2 separate regions of the Gasterosteus aculeatus genome follow, and region 1 is linked to region 2. The links are chromatin contacts, called in public Hi-C maps. All regions are on one chromosome and are shown on one strand. The core of a region is the stretch at or near the end of the contact, and the rest is flanking DNA. Distances in the headings are between cores, read along the strand shown. Region 1 overlaps zfhx3b (zinc finger homeobox 3b). Region 2 overlaps zfhx3b (zinc finger homeobox 3b).

Region 1 (2,700 bases), core at 103-2,602, 58 kb after region 2:
AGGAACTGGTCTTTGCCGCTGCACCACCTTGCATATTCAAAACGAGACACCAGATTCAAAGCCGCTGTCTGTGTCGTCTATCATCATCTACATGTGTCCATGCAGCTCGAAGCCGACGCTCGCCACATTCCTCTCTGATTTCAGGGAGAGACACACCGACGAAAAGGTGGAGCTTCATATTTGTATTGCTTTGACTCCCTTGAAGCAAACGGCATACTGTCAAAAGGAATATTTACCAAAATAAATTACAAAAATAAATGATTTTTTTTTAAAATAATAGTGTTTCCCCCGTCACACAAGACACATGATTCTACATCTTATTAAAGCAGATGCAGGTGGATTGCTGTGTTTCCGTCAAACAAACACTTCTTCTGGCATACGTCTACCCTCAGCCTACTGTTAACCCGAAGAGGACTCTCTCCAGCAGTTAACACGGCACACAAGCTCCCCCGCTGTGCCACTGCCCCAACACAGAAAGGTGGGAGTTAAGGAGGGAGACACACTGAGAGAGAGAGAGAGAGAGAAGGGGGGGAGGCACAGGGAGAGGAGGAGAAGGGGTTATGACAGCCAGAGGCGCTGTCTCCCCTTTCGCTGTGTTACCCCTGGAACCATGAAACAAGCCCATCCGTGACGACTGCTTTGGAGCCTTTATCTCATTTGCCCGTCTGGAAGCACTATTCCTGCTCGCACACTCAAATGGCATCTGAAGACTCTAAACACACCTGTCATCGGATATGCTAATAAAAAGGGGGACGAAGGGCAAACAGTGGACAACCGTTTTGTTGCTGTGCAGGATCAGAATAATCACATGTGGGAAATATCTGCATCAGAGCCTTTTTCAGTTATTATGAACAGGGCCACATAGTCCCCTTTCCCTTCAGCGATGGTGAATAAGCAAACTGTTTTGGCTAAACAAATAGATGGATTTTCAAATGTCTTTGTTGATAAAAAAAATGAATGCTATAAAAGTCTAACATATATAAAAAAATATAAGAAAAATCAACTGACCAATAGTAATGAGCTCTCGTCTGTGGTAAAAGAATCACTCTGGTGGCACTTTAACAGCCCACGGTTTTGAAGACTTCCAATATCACAACCAAGGACGAGCATGAGATAATATACATGCCGAATCAAACACACCGTAGAGAATACATAGAAATAACGCCATGACATTCCTACACCATTGCCAGGAACTGTTAATAATTACACATAAATATAACCGCGAGCCAAGACGGTACAATCAGACAGGTGAGATGACAGTAAACATTTCTGCTGTCTTTGTTTTGTAACAGAAGACGGAGAGAGAGGGAGGAGGAGAAAGAGGAGAAGAGTGTTACTGTCAGACAGGGGAGGAAAGGAGATCACTCAGGTTCTGGCACAGGAGCCTACCTGCCCAATCCACCGCCACGCCTTTCAGTTTAGAATAACTGCATTCAAAAACACACACACACACACACTTTACTTTTGCCAATACACGAGAAAGAGAAAAGACCGACATAACAACACATAAAAGGGAAAGATTAGTGTCACTGGTTTAAATTAATCAGCCACTTCCCCCTCTTTTCCCCAGTGCTAATCTCTTTCCGTCTTTCCCCTTCAGTCTGAAAGGTAGGAATCTGTTTATCTGACCTCTTCCCTTGATTCTTCCTCCATGGCCCGTGGCTATGTGACCCCTACACCCAACCCCCCTCAGCACGCCTATACCCCAGCTCCCCCCTTTTTTTTTGATTTTCTCCCACAGCTTCCACATTTGTTTTTTTTACTAAATCTGTTTAGTTTATTTGGTTTTTTTTTTTACCATCCTAAACTGAAGGCAAAGTCTCCATCCTTGCACATGCCGACAACCACAAGCACCGCTTTGTGTGGCTCGCAAAACGTACCAACGACTGGCATCACCCTTTTCCTCCCCAAGGCGAGACCCCCCTCTCCCCCATCACCCATGGGCTGTTTGCGCGGGGGTTTCCTCTCCTTCCTTTTTATCTCTGCACTCACTCCATGACCCCTGTTCCCCTCCCGTCACCCCCACAAACACACAGCTTCTCACCCCCCCTTCTGTTTTCCCAAACGGTACACATCTCCTGTCTTTGACTCTGCTCGCTCGCAAAACCTTTTTTTTGTGTGTTTTTTCGCCGTTTCTGTCTTTTCCCGTCTCTGTGGCGCAAATATATCCGAGTCTGGCTCACGATCCTCGGCGCATTCCGGTCAGTGCAAATGGATGAATCCCATTCGAAAAGTCTGGGGGGGTTTGACAGTATTTGGAGAAAAAAACGACATTTCGGCTAGAAATTTACACCTACACGTCAAGATAACAGTTGCATTACCGTTTTCTTTATTTGTTTTTTCGAACAGATCCAATTCTGGCGAGCTTGGTAACAGTGTGATCTTAGGCAGCAATACAAGATTTTTCTCCTTTTTTTTTGGAAAGGGCCCATTCAGCTCAGTTTGGGCTGGTTCTTTCCAAGCTTGTTTATACTCTCTTCCGAGAGTCCTTCCTATTTTACTTCGGGAATGTGGAAGTTATCGCGTGTAGTTTAACATTAGAAAAAAAATACAAACTAACCGGCTAAACGGCCACTAAACGCATGCGGTGACCCGCGGCTTTAGGCTGGATTCCCGGCGGAAACTTTGCTATGCTCATGTCTGCTTACGGTCGGACTAATAGGCCAATGTTTTGTTTTCATTCCGGTCAGCATTTCTCGG
Region 2 (2,700 bases), core at 165-2,664:
AAATTAATGAGTGGGTTGAGTGGAGGTGACTATAGAGAGTGGGTCTATATGTGGGCTTATTTGCATGTAACATGAAGTACCTTGTTGGAGGGAAACTCCTGTTGAGGGTTCTTCAAGCTATTCATGCACAAAACACCCACCTGATTCACCTGTCAACTCTTGTAACTAAAAGCGGCAACTTTAACGAGTGAAAGCCTGACATTACACTTAAAGTAAACTAGAGATGAAAAGTTAAATATTTAAGCGTAGTATTACTATTGCTTCCATAATTTGGATCAAAATCACATATCCCTAATAGCATTAAAGCTATTACCAATTGGAATAACAACCCTGCCCTTAAAACGTAGAAAGACACACGTGTTGCTCCACCCACCAGCTCTCGAGGATCACTTTTTTATTTAAAAAAAAAACATCGTAGCCTATGAGCAATGTCTACATGGATGAGGTGCACGGTTGCTGAATTTTACCAATTCAAATGTTCCTTGCCAACACGGATGTATTCACAGGGTCGTTCTGTTGGGCCGGCTCATGCAGAAAACGACTACTACTGTGACTACTTTCCATAATGAAAGAAACAAAAGTGCTCATTGATCTAGGTGATCAATTAAGGATCAATAACCTAAACCCTCATCATTCCTACTGCAGCATAATTGCATCTGAGATATAGTTGTCATCACAAAAAAAATAAAAATCAAACACAAACCAGACTAATTGGAAGAAGGCTACTGCTTAGGTAACACTGGCAAAATGCTCTACAAAGTCCCAGAGAGACGTGAACGCCGGTCATCAGATCCTCCCATGAAAACTTCTCCTGCCAGTAGCAAGGGTCATGGAGGTCATTGTATTCCAGGGCATTAGAAGCTACTTCTCAGGAGTGTTGTACATCCTGTTCCATGTAACGCTTGCACATGAGATATAAGAAAACATTCAACCCAACTTTCTTGCAAAATTTGGTATTTTGATCTATTTTGTGGGACAGTCCTTAGTAGTGTCCTTAGTGTTGCTGACCTCTGTGTTAAGCAGTGGTCAGAAGAAAATGTGTAATGTTCCACCCCAATAGCTCAGCACAGTAAAGAGGTTTAGAGAGATGGTAAAGTAAAGAGGCGTGCCTGATATAATAGATATTTTACAGACTGCCCTTCCTGGCTGCACTGCTCAATCGTGCAAAAAATCTCAAACTATACTTCAGAGCCTATCACTTCCCCCCTTCCTGTTTATCGATTAGATAGCGCTCTTTCTCAGCAACTGCGCAGCAAATCATGCATGTTGAGCACTAATCTCAAACCCGGGATGAAAGTGTTAAACGGCAAAACCCGCTGAAAACTGCATAATTACGGAGCTGTGTTCAGCCAGGGGAAAGGATACACTCCTCCCTCTCACGTTTCTCACTCACTGCCTGCACAACCAGAGGCAGCGGGGAGAGGCCTTGGCAGAGGAGCAACGGGAAGCGTATAAAGTTTCTAACCACCTCTCACTCCCCTCCCGTACTCTTTCAATCCTTCTTTCCCTCAATGCATTCCCAACCAGAGCGCCGGGGGCGCCATGCTTGTAAAGAAACCGCAGCCTTTTGAGTGCCTCTTGTATTTACAAACGGAGGCATGTTGGAATCAAAGGCATTACCACATGACATAACACATTAATCAGCTGGCAGATCCAGAATGTATAGACTGCGTAGACAGTAGGGGTAAACAGGAATTGTGACATTGTCGGATCATTCGTCGAACCATGCTCGGCATGAGTGCTAAACTTACCGAAAACAAGGGAAGGGAGCAGGAATCAGATAGAGCAGCTCACTCCTCTCCATTGCTTCCCCCCCCCCCCCCCCCCCCCCCCCCCCCCGAGCACACGGCTCAGGCTGAACTCCAGGTGGAGACAGCTATCACTTTCTCATCAACTTCCTGTTCCTCACATCTCTCCGCCCCCCTGGTCTCTCTGCTCTCTCTCACTCGCTCCCAGCTGAGCCAGTACAAAGCCGTACAGCCCCACCTCCCCCCACCTCCCCCACCTCCGCCTTCTAAAGCCCTAAAATCTGCAGTTAAGAGTTTTTTTTTTCTCTCCTCATCCAATCTTCTCTCATCCTCCTCCCCCAACGCTTCCCCCGTGTTGCTGTTCTGCATAATCTCACCTCAGTTTTTATTTCACCCTCATCAGCAGGGACCTAAAAATAAATGATAAATGGAATATGATATTTTAAAGTCTTATCTCTTATCTGTTCTTACAGGGGAATAATAGGGTAGTTAATCCTGCAGATCCTACTCAAATTGATTAATCAGCACAAGCAGACAATCAAATAAATGATTAATATCCCAGAGTCCTGCGGTCGGACAGTTACCCCTGAAACCATCAGAAATAATTCAGTAACCCTTCCCAGACCACAGGTTGCCGCTCGTCTGCCTCACTCAGCATCAGCCCTGTGATTTTCCGCAGGACTTTGAACTCCCCGCACAGACACTCTGACTCACCAGGGGTAGAAATAATCCGCAGTCTACACGATCAAAATCAAACACCATATACAACATATACGGTCTACATTGTATATGGTGTTTGGGGAAAACATATGCGAGCAGGCGTGCTTCCTGTGACTACCGTTCAAGATAGCAGCACGCCCAAATACTACTGTGGGAGTCTATCGAAACACATCTGGTTACGCTTTGTACCAGTATGCTATAAAACAAATCATCTCAAATAATTCATATATAA

Evidence for each region. Hi-C and Micro-C count contacts between places; a contact is called where the count stands out from the background.
Region 1: a Hi-C map of whole body shows a contact between it and region 2, with 4 times the contacts expected there. The contact joins two enhancer-like sites. A contact is called at or near these places in 5 of 6 Hi-C or Micro-C datasets (blood and trunk muscle, skeletal muscle, tail fin and 1 more).

The regions. Positions count from the first base shown.
Region 1 is chr12:12,389,024-12,391,723 of fGasAcu3.hap1.1, forward strand. All of the region lies in intron 4 of zfhx3b (zinc finger homeobox 3b), which reads right to left. Among protein-coding and RNA genes, the nearest start is that of LOC144385284, 31 kb to the right of the region's middle. Within about 2 kb of position 1,353, at least 1 of the 9 cell types and tissues checked has open chromatin away from gene starts, as enhancers often do.
Region 2 is chr12:12,330,592-12,333,291 of fGasAcu3.hap1.1, forward strand. All of the region lies in intron 7 of zfhx3b (zinc finger homeobox 3b), which reads right to left. Among protein-coding and RNA genes, the nearest start is that of LOC144385284, 89 kb to the right of the region's middle. Within about 2 kb of position 1,415, at least 5 of the 9 cell types and tissues checked have open chromatin away from gene starts, as enhancers often do.